2 separate regions of the Pan troglodytes genome follow, and region 1 is linked to region 2. The links are chromatin contacts, called in public HiChIP or PLAC-seq maps. All regions are on one chromosome and are shown on one strand. The core of a region is the stretch at or near the end of the contact, and the rest is flanking DNA. Distances in the headings are between cores, read along the strand shown.

Region 1 (5,323 bases), core at 210-2,709, 230 kb before region 2:
GCGGGTGCGCCGTGTCCTCTTCCCCACGACCTCAGGGACCGGTCCCCCCGCCGGAACTGCTTCCTACCTGGTCCGGTCCCGGCAGCTGAATCTGGCCAGCCCAACCTCCCGGTCGCTATGGCAACCACAGGCCTAACATTCGCGAGTCCACCTTCCGCCGTCCGCGAGGTAATTCCAGCCAATGGCATCCTCTGTTTCTTTAACGTGAAAAGTTGTTGACCAATCATTAGAGGCGTTTCAAAGTCCGCAGAGAAGCCGGCCGAATTTTAGGGCTTAGGTTAATTACATCAGGGCCTGTAGCGGGGTGGAGAACTAATAAGAGGTTTATCTAGGCCATGCTTCAAAAATCTTGTGATAAACCAAAAGCCTCAGAATTTTGCTCACTCAAAAATCCTGCTTCAAGGAATATACCTAGCCCTGTTTCTTTTTTTTCTGAGACAGAGTCTCGCTTTGTCGACCAGGCTGTAGTGCAGTGGCGCAATCTTGGCTCACTGCAACCTCCGCCCTCCAGGTTCAAGCGATGCTCCTGCCTCAGCCTCCTGAGTAGCTGGGATTACCGGCGCTCGCCACCACGCCAGGCTATTCTTTTTGTATTTTTAGTAGAGACAGGGTTTCACCACGTTGGCCAGGCTGTTCTCGAACTCCTGACCTCAGGTGATCCACCCACCTCGGCCTCCCAAAGTGTTGGGATTACAGGCGTGAGCCACCACGCCCGGCCCCAAGCCCTGTTTCTAACAGAAGGAAAAAAAAAAAAAAAAAAAAAAAAAAAGATTGACATGGGCGACTATACAAGGGCAGCCACTTAGTATTCCAGGAGCCCCTCTTCACACGCTTCAGGGCAGGGCGGTCTCAGCGACCTTGTCACTCCCCTGCTTAAAGTCCTCCAATGGCTCGCCTTTAAATTTAGGGTGAAATCCAAGCTTTTTTTTTTTTTTTTTTTTTTGACAGGGTCTTGCTCTGTCGCCCAGCTGGAGTGCAGTGGCGCGATCTCGACTCGCTGCAACCTCCGCCTCCCGGGTTCAAGCGCTCCTCCCGCCTCAGCCTCCTGAGTAGCTGGGACCACGGGCGCTCGCCGCCACGCCCGGCTAATTTTTAAATTTTTTTGTAGAGATGGGGTCCCACTATATTGTCCAGGCTGGTCTCAAACTCCTGGGCTTAAGTGATCCTCCTGGCCTCCCAAAGTCCTGAGATTACAGGTGTGAGCCACCGCGCCGGCCCCCAAATATGTTATTTATAAACTGTCCCTGGCCCGTCCCTCAGATCGCAGGCCCAACCACGCCCCCAGAAAAATCTCTCACCAGCCCTGCTGGCCTTCGGGCAGTTTCTACAATGCACCAACTCGTTCCTCTCCCATGTTCCCAAGGAGCTTTCTCTGCCCCACGATCTGAGACTAGAACTGCCTCTTTCTCATTGTTGATGTCTAGGCCCAAATGACATTTCTTCATACGTAAAACGGGCTTCAAGTCTCACTCATGGCTGTGACGATCTGAAAGCAAATGCGTGTATATGACAACGTGTGAGCGATGAGAAGCTTGTCATCTGTAAAACTCCATGCGCATGTTAATTATCATGGCCGTGATAATTATGTACATTATAGAAACATTAACCAAGCGCTGGGCTCGTTTCAGGACCTTCAGTATTGCTGGGAGGCTTGGTATCCGACAGGTGTTCCAGGAGGGCAGGAAAGGAGAGATATGTTTGGCCCCAAGTCTCGCGAGGGCTCTGGGGAGCGCTGGGTCTTCAAGGACGTTTTGGATTTGAATACTTGGTGAGAGCGTCGGGTAGGGGAACAGCAGGAGCAAAGCCCGGAAGGTGGCTATGAGGATAAGAAGGGAGGACACCTGGCAGGCTGCTAAAACCAGGCCCACCTGCCGGGCAGGTGGAGGCGAGCAACCACCTAAGCTCTCTGGGACAGCGGGAGAGGGGGCAGGGGAGTCGCCGCACCATTCTTCCTGTGGCCGCTAGGGGGTCCCCGCTCCAGGTGAGCGCCAAGCTCTAGCCCCAGGTCGCTCCCCTATGCTTCAAGCAAGCTTTGCAGCGCAGCCAATTGCCAGGGGCTGTCCCGCCCACTCCCCTTCCTCGCAGCCACTTGCCTGCGCGAAATGCCTGCCAACTTCTGACTGGCAGGCAGTCTGGCAAATCAAATCGCGACCTTTGAAAGCAAAACACTGCAGCATCTTGGCAGCTCTGAATTGGGAAGGGATGAAGGAGGCTGTGCCTCCGGGTTGCACGAAGAGTCCGAGTCATTTCTCAGAAGGTTTTGATAGGTGGGCCTTAGAGGAGACGCCGCCGGTGAGTAGTGATTAACACCGGGAGGAAGGGGAATTGAATTTAACCTTCGTTTTTTTCTGGAAAAAGCGAAGTCACCTAACGTCCCCTAGTGTACATACCCTTCCTTCTTACTGTCACCAGCCTCGCCAACCTGGGTCCCCTTGCCTTGGAATGTTCTTTCCAGTTTTGCATCGAGGCCAAGAGGAGCGGGGGCATGGGCTACCTTACTAAAGGTGATGCCAGGCTCTACCAAACCAGGAAGTGACATGGAGTAACTTTGCCAGAATCTCTCCTTTTCGTGCCGAGCGGCTCGGGCTTCCTGGCGGCAGCAGATGGTGGAGTTAGCAGGTGGGATGAGGGGAGGCGTTCTTGGTCTAAGCCCGCTTCTGGAACAGAGGTGCTGTCTCCTCGAGTTGTAAGTTTCCAGCTCAGTGGGACGGGACGGAAGAATGTAACCTTCTCTTGAGCCAAAGCCCAGGAACGGGAAGCTTGGCAGGGAACTGGCGCTCACCTCCAGAAGCCAGATCGTCAGGTGGTGGGAAAGAGCGTGTTTTATTGATTTGTTCAGAAAGAGGCAAATTCGAATACAGACGCTATGAGCCACGGCTCTCTCATTTGTAAAACGTGCTCTGTGGGATTGGTGAAATCCGTCATCGAGATAAACGGGGTGGGAATGGAAGCAGAGCACCTAGTGAATTCTCATTCCTTCCTTGGGTCAGTGACCACGTGCTCTAATTGTGGGGTGGTTGACAACGCAGAGGTGACTGCTTGCCTCTCGGGCATATGCAGGTCCTGAAGAAATGCTTCGAAATCAGGAAAAGAGAGTCACCAGGTGAAAAGTATGTGTCTTATAAGGGAGTACAGCTTGCAAAGGGTTCCTCCAGGCTTTCAGTCCGGACTCCCACCCAGCTGAGGGAGAGCCTTCAATCTTTGCAGGCGATGCTTCAGAGGCCTGCGAGTTCCTGAGGCAGAGAGGGAAGCTGCTTTTTAAAAGAAAAATTAAACCACAGCAATGCCAACCACCACAAACAAAAGCAAAACCAGAAAAGCACTTGGGCAAACTACTCTGAAGGATGTTAGGAGGCCTGGGTTCCCACCACTCCCTTGATTGACATGTCGCTAAGGTCTGTTGGCTTTCTCTGACCTCCTGTGGGTGGGGCTGAGTATATCTGCTTGTTGAAGCTCTGGAGTTGTGGTTGATTAGGCCTTAGAAAGGCATTCTTGACTGCGAAGGGGCCACAGTGCACCCAGTGCTTAACCAGCCTGCATTTAGTCAGTCGGTTGGTATGTATACAAGTCACTGTCAGGCTCTGGGCTAGATCTCATTTAGTCAGTCGGCTGGTATGTATAGAAGTCACTGTCAGGCTCTGGGCTAGATCTCAGCTGGGAGCAACTGAACAGGGTATTCCGCAAACACCTCACTGGAGTTTGCGCTCCTCAACTCCATGACTGCTTCATGGTTGAATGCTTCCCAGGGCCTCTCAGGTAGAAAGAACCCTGAGCCACTCTTAAGGCTCTTATGATTATTACAAATGCTAAAACATTTTTACAGAAATGTAACACAATAATGCTTTTCACATGTACGTGAAAGTATAGTGAACAATTATGCTTTCCACAAGATTGCAAACACATATTCATAGGGTTTTACAGACAGGGAAGTCTAGCTATGGGATGTGAATTACCTGATAAAGTTACCCGGTGAATGCTTACATCTCATGTCTGTATATTGGATATATAACCTCGTCTGCAGGTAGTAGCAATAATTTCATCCTGAGGCCCTCTGACAAAGTGAAACCAAGCCAAATGGTTTCTGTAGCTGTCCCTGTGCTAAACCTGCATTTGTTGTATCCCAGGACTGGACATGGTGTTCGCCTTATCACATATGTATGTGCTGTCCACACCATGAACCAGAATTCCTGGGCCTAGGGCCGGATAGCAGAAGGAACTGGAAGCTACAAGATACACAGGAGGCAGCTCTCTGAAGCCTCAGGGAGTGGCAGAAATTGTTTAGCTCACAGTGAGCCCTCAGTAAATATTTGTTGGATGAATGCATGAGAGAGAAAGGAATGGACAAAATAAATAATTAAACAGGAGAGAATAAAATTAATCTTAACAGCAGCTCACATTCATGGACCATTTGCTATGCCTGCATTTTACATGTATGATTTCATCAAATTCTCATGACTGCCATGTGGAGTGGGAACATTATTATCTATATTTCACAGCTGGTGAAACTGGCTGAAAAGTTAAATGACCTGGCAAAGGTAAAACAGGTAGCACATGGCACATCAAAAGCAATTTAAAACGTTTTTCTATTAAAAATAAACATAGACTATGCAGTAGAATACATTTCTAAAAAATGTATAAAAAGTCCTCAAAGAAAACCCTAACACTTTTAAGCAGGGTTTTGGCCATGCCTCCTAGGACACTAGAAGTATACTTTCTCTTCTCTGTTTGGTAGAAAATTTTGAGAAGTGGCACACACCTGTAATCCTAGCACTTTGGGAGGCCGAGGCAAGTGGACTGCTTGAGCCCAAGAGTTCAAGACCAGCCTGATAACATGGCGAAACCCTGTCTCTACAAAAAAATTAGCCAGGCCTTGTGGCACGCGTCTGAGGTCCCAGCTACTTGGGAGGCTGAGGGAGGATTGCTTGAGCCCAGCTTGAGGCCATGTTTGTGCCACTGCACTCCAGCCTGGATGACAGAGTGAGATTCTGTCTCCAAAAAAAGGAAAAGCTCGGGAAGCACTGAAAATATAAGTCCGATGAAATTAGTAGGGATTCTCATCGTTGCTGGGTTTATTTGAGGCCACATTATTACCCCCACTTTACAGAGGAGGCAACTGAATCTCTGAGAGGCAGAGTTATCTGGTCACACAGGTTTTCCACCTCCGAGACCAATGTCACCTCACCTGTGTCAGGCCAATCCTCGGTAGCAGGCCAGTTCTTCTGTTTTCCATGGATGTAGCTTTTCTTCTGATTCTTTTCTTCCTAAGCTGAAACTTAAATGGTTCCCTTTTCGTGGTAGTGGAATTTTTTTTTTTTTTTTTTTT
Region 2 (5,271 bases), core at 2,490-4,989:
CCTGTAGTCCCAGCTACTCAGGAGGCTGAGGTAGGAGAATCGCTTGTACCTGGGAGGCGGAGGTTGCAGTGAGCCGAGATCGGGCCACTGCACTCCAGCCTGGGAGATGGCAAGACTCTGTCTCAAAAAAAAAAATAAATAAATAAATAAAAAATGGGACTGGGCATAGTGGTGCGTGCTTGTAATCCCAGCATTTTGGGAGGATGAGGCAGGTAGATTGCTTGAGCTCAGGATTTTGAGACCAGCCTGGGCAACACGGCGAAGCTTCATCTCGAAAAGAAAAGAAAAAAATACAAAAATTAACTAGGCGTGGTGGTGTGAGCCTGTAGTCCCAGCTATTCAGAAGGCTAAGGTGGCAGCATCACTTGAGCCCAGAAAGTGGAGGCTGCAGTGAGCCAACATCACACCAATGCGCCAAGATCACACCAATGCACTCCAGCCTGGGTGACGCAGTGAGATCCTGTCTCCAAAAAAAAAGAAAAGAAAGAAAAGAAAAATAGGCCAGGCATGGTGACTCACGACTGTAACCCCAGCACTTTCGGAGGCTGAGGTGGAAGGCTCACTTGAGCCCAGGAGTTTATGACCAGCCTGGGCAATACAATAAAGCCCCCGTCTCTAAAAAATAATTTAAAAATTAGCTGGGTGTGGTGGCACACACCTGTAGTCCCAGCTACTCGGGGTGCTGAAGCAGGAAGATTGCTTGAGCTGGGGAAATTAAGGAGGCTGCAATGAGCTGTGACTGCATCACTGCACTCCAGCTTGGGTTACAGAGTGACCCTCTCTCCAAAAGAAAAGAAAGAAAGAAAAAGGTAAGACAGAGTGAGGGGATTGAGGGTGTCCTTTTTGGAAGGTTGTTCAGAAAAGGCTTGATGAAGAGGTGCCATTTGAATCATCTCTTAGTCATTTTAGGCTTACCAATATATAGACAAATAAATTGCCATTCGAAACCTAAATCTGTTCATAATCAGACAAGCATCTGTAGTTTATTGTGGCTGCAACTTAGAAGTAACGGATGAGGAGAGGGAGGCATAAGCTATTAAGAGAGGTGAAAAGGCAAGAGTTGGTTGTAGAGTGTGAGGAAGAGAGAAGAATCATGATAGAAAGAAAGGTGGGCTCATTCATTGAGAATGGGAAACCAGAAGGTTGAAGGCAAGTGGATGAAGATGAATTCAGTTTAGGGTTATGTTGAGTGTGAGGTGCCTATGGGACATCCAAGTGAATAGGTGAGCAGGAAGTTGAAAATATAGGTCTGGAGCAGGCCTGTGCCTGAGATACACAGGTTTGAAATATGAAAGGTAATCAAAACCGAGAGGTCAGAGAGGGCACCTTTGTTGAGGGAAAAAATAGTCAATGACAGAACTACCAGAAAAAACAACATTTATAGGATTGACAGCAAACAGACAGAGACAGTGAAGGAAGCCTAAAACAGAATGACTAATCAGAACCATAGAGAATAGTCAGGGAGATGTGGGGTGTTGTGATTTCATAGTTCCCATCTGGTCAAGTGGCTTGTTCTGTGGAGGCCTGTCACTTCCCTGTCTTTGGCCGTCTGACAAAGCCTTCATTCACTGAACAAATGTTTATTGAACCCATGCCATGTGTCACTTTTCTAGTGACACATGAATGAACAAAACAGTAAGCCCTGACTTTAGGGCACTTACATTCTAGTGTGGGGAACAGACAATAAACAAACATTAAAAACACGTTAAACGGCCGGGCGCAGTGGCTCACACCTGTAATCCCAGCACTTTGGGAGGCCAAGGCAGGTATCCCTTGAGCTCATGAGTTCGAGACCAGCCTGGGCAACATGGCAAAACCCCATCTCTACAAAAAATACAAAAATTAGCTGGGAATGGTAGTGCGGGCCTGTAGTCCCAGCTACTCCAGAGGTTGAGGTGGGAGGATGGCTTAAACCCAGGAGGCAGAGGCTGCAGTGAGCCAAGATCACGTGACTGCACTCCAGCCTGGGTGACAGAGCCAGGCCTTGTCTCAAAAAAAAAAAAAAAAAAAAACCAGGTTAAATGCATATTAGGTGATAAAAGCTATGAAAAAAAAAAAAAAAAGAGTAACGGGCATCAGGATGTAGAGAGGATATCCGAGCAACTTCCAACAAGGCAGTCAGGTTAGGCTTCAGTGAGTGACCATCGAGTAAAAACTTTAAAGTAAAAACTTTGCCCAGGCCGGGCACGGTGGCTCACGCCTATAATCCCAGCACTTTAGGAGGCCAAGGCAGGTGGATCACGAGGTCAGGAGTTCCAGACCAGCCTGGCTAACATGGTGAAACCCCATCTCCACTAAAGATAAAAAAAGTAGCCGGACTTGGCGGCGAGCGTCTGTAATCCCAGCTCCCAACTCGGGAGGCTGAGGCAGGAGAATTCCTTGAAACTGAGAGGTGGAGGTTGCAGTGAGCCGAGATCCTGCCACTGCACTCCAGCCTGGGCAGACAGAGCAAGACCCCATCTGCGGGGGGGCAGTGGGGACTTTAAGTTTGCCCAGTAGATATCCAGGAGTAGGTCAGCGTGGTGGCTCATGCCTGTAATCCCAGCAGTTTGGGAGGCCGAGGCGGGAGGATCAGTGAAGGTTGGGAGTTCGAGACCAGACTGGCCAACATGGCAAAACCCCATCTCTACTAAAAATACAATAATTAGCCACGCGTGGTGGTGCGCACCTGTAGTCCCAGCTGCCAGGGAGGCCGAAGCAGGAGAATCGCTTGAACCCGGGAGGCAGAGGTTGTAGTGAGCCGAGATCGCGCCACTGCACTTCAGCCTGGGCGACAGAGCGAGACTCGGTCTCAAAAAAAAAAAAAAAAAAAAAAAAGATATCTGGGAGCATTCTAGATTACATCAAAGACGAAATAGCGTGCATCAGGTAGGATTTTGGCTTTTGTTCTAACAAAAATGAGAGGCTGCTGTAAGGTTTTGAGAAAAGTGTCTGATTAAGGTTTTCTAACAGAACTACCCTGCCGGCTACACTTAGAGTAGATGCTGAGTGGCCAGGGTAGAAGCAGGAAGACCAGTTAGGGGGTTAGCGCAGTTCAGGGAAGAGACGATGGTGCCCTGAACCACGTCTGACAGCAGGGAGGGTTTCTTGATGGTTTGAAAGCCGAGGTAAAGGAAAGGAGTCAAGAGTAACACACGCTTGCGTCCTACACCAAAGGAAAGCCACTGCGGTCAGCGGGAGCCAGGGAAGACCCTGGGAAGGGCAGGTGGTTTGTGGTTTTGGTGGATGGAGGGCGAAGGAATCAGGATTTCAACTTGGGGCACGTGGGACGGTCAGGAGAGAAGTCTGAGCTGGAGATGCAGGGATGTCGCCAGCACACAGCTAGTGTCTCCAGCCACGAGAGCAAACACATACATACTTTCAGGTGGGCTAAGTGCCATGGAAAAAAAGAGAAAAGGGAGGCGAGAGTGTGTGTGGGGGCGGGAACGATGCAAAAGATGGCCGGAGGAGGCCTTTCTGAGAAAGGGACGCCGGCTTTCCCTCCGAGAAAGGGAAGCGAGAAGGGCGAGAAGCGCTTGCGAAAAAGCTGGCAGAGTGGGGCCGGGCGCGGTGACTCAGGCCTGAAGTCCCTGCACTTTGGGAGGCCAGGAGTTCGAGACCAGCAACAGAGCGAGACCCCCATCTCTGCTTTATTAGATAAAAATAACTTTTATTTTTTTGAGACAGTCTCGCTCTGTCGCCCAGGCTGGAGTGCAGTGGCGTGATCTCGGCTCACTGCAAGCTCCGCCTCCCGGGTTCACGCCATTCTCCTGCCTCAGCCTCCAGAGTAGCTGGGACTACAGACGCCCGCCACCACGCCCAGCTAATTTTTTGTATTTTTAGTAGAGACGGGGTTTCACCGTGTTAGCCAGGATGGTCTCGATCTCCTGACCTCGTGATCCGCCCGCCTCAGCCTCCCAAAGTGCTGGGATACAGGCGTGAGCCACCGCGCCCGGCCAATAATTTTCAAAACAATAAGAAAATCTAGCAGTGCGCATCCAACCCAAGGCCCTCGCAGCCAGAGCAGAGGCACCAGGGCGGCCAGGCGAGGCGCTGGGAGGAAGCTGGTGCTTCTCGGAGTCCGAGACCCGGGCTGGGGAGAGCCCGAGGCAGAGCCCGAGGACCCTGGCTCTCTGGCGGGCGTCCTGCCCAGCGGCGTGATTACGGGGCCGCCGAAACCGAAACTCATCTACTGGACACTTCCAGCTTCCTCCAAAGGCTGAGCAAGCTGGGCTACAAGGCAGATTTCGTGTCTGCTGCCAGGCTCGACCGCTTTACAGCCAATCCTCTCTCGTCTGGTAAACGCGTAAAACCTACACAATCACAACTTTCACAACGAGAGGGAAGCCGCAGGCCTCTCGTCGGCGCACAGGCCGCCTCGCCCGCGTCACTCTGAGGTAACAGCCTTTCTCTTCAAACGCTTCATGGAACTCCAGGACGCCAAGCCTCTTCCACTACGGGTCGAAGGATGGGTCACGTCACATTGCGCGAACAAGGATGGTCACGCGCCACAAAAGGACTTGCAGGGCGGGGCGACTCGACGGCCTTCCCTTTTGCTCCCATTGGCTGCGGTCGTCAGCTTCGCCTCCTCCACTACCTACCGGGGAGTTCAGGGCCTGACAGAAGCCCGCCCCCGCTGGCGCTCGTGCGCACGCGTGGCGGGCTCTCGGCGCACTGAGCAGGCGCGGCCTCGTGTCGGCCGGAGGGGGCGGGCGCAACGACGCGCGCTGCGTCCCGGCGCTCGGCTTTCCCTCCGCCGGTCCCGCCCTCCGTCGCGGCGGCGCGGTGTACCCTGGGATAGGGAGCGATCTCCGAGCGAGGCGGCAAGATGGACGCGGGATTTTTCCGCGTAAGTAGAAGCGCCGGGCGCCGGGGTGAGGCCAGGGACTTCTCGGTAAGGCCTGGTAGGAGACCTTAGCTTGGCACAGGGTGGCCAGCGAGGGGAGCTTCGGAGATCCTAAGGATTCCTCCTAGAGCCGGCGCACCCCCCCCCCCGCGCGCTGCGGCGGAGACCGGTGCGCCCCTGCGCAGTCTCCTCCTCCGGAATGGTCCCCCCTACGCGGCGGCGACGGTGGCCGGAAAATGGCGGCGGGAATGGGCCGGGATGGTACCTCGCTGCCCGCCTGCCTGGCGGGGCCTGCAGGCCGAGCGCCGTGCGTGCCGCCGGGTCCTGGGGCCTAGCGGAGCCGGAGGAGGAAGTCCCGAGTGGGAGGCCAAAGGAAAGCCCTAAGGTCACTGGTGGCGGCAGGGCAGGGAGAATATGGTTTGGGGGTACATCTTGGGAGAGCACCT

The links. HiChIP or PLAC-seq counts read pairs in DNA pulled down with a chosen protein or histone mark.
Region 1: a contact with region 2 is called in an H3K4me3 HiChIP or PLAC-seq map of stem cell-derived excitatory neurons, with 8 times the contacts expected there. The contact joins the promoter of STPG1 here to the promoter of SRRM1 in region 2. A contact is called at or near these places in 2 of 7 Hi-C or Micro-C datasets (induced pluripotent stem cells and stem cell-derived neural progenitor cells) and 1 of 1 datasets of contacts at active chromatin or transcription factors (stem cell-derived excitatory neurons).

The regions. Positions count from the first base shown.
Region 1 is chr1:206,593,972-206,599,294 of NHGRI_mPanTro3-v2.0_pri, reverse strand. It overlaps STPG1 (sperm tail PG-rich repeat containing 1), which reads right to left and starts at 1,459. Exons shown (of 8, transcript XM_016956403.4): 1 at 1,299-1,459. The coding sequence starts at 1,445. NIPAL3 (NIPA like domain containing 3) reads left to right here and starts at 2,170. Exons shown (of 11, transcript XM_054680599.2): 1 at 2,170-2,292. The coding sequence starts at 2,203.
Region 2 is chr1:206,369,339-206,374,609 of NHGRI_mPanTro3-v2.0_pri, reverse strand. It overlaps SRRM1 (serine and arginine repetitive matrix 1), which reads left to right and starts at 3,739. Exons shown (of 18, transcript XM_063784629.1): 1 at 3,739-4,828. The coding sequence starts at 4,808.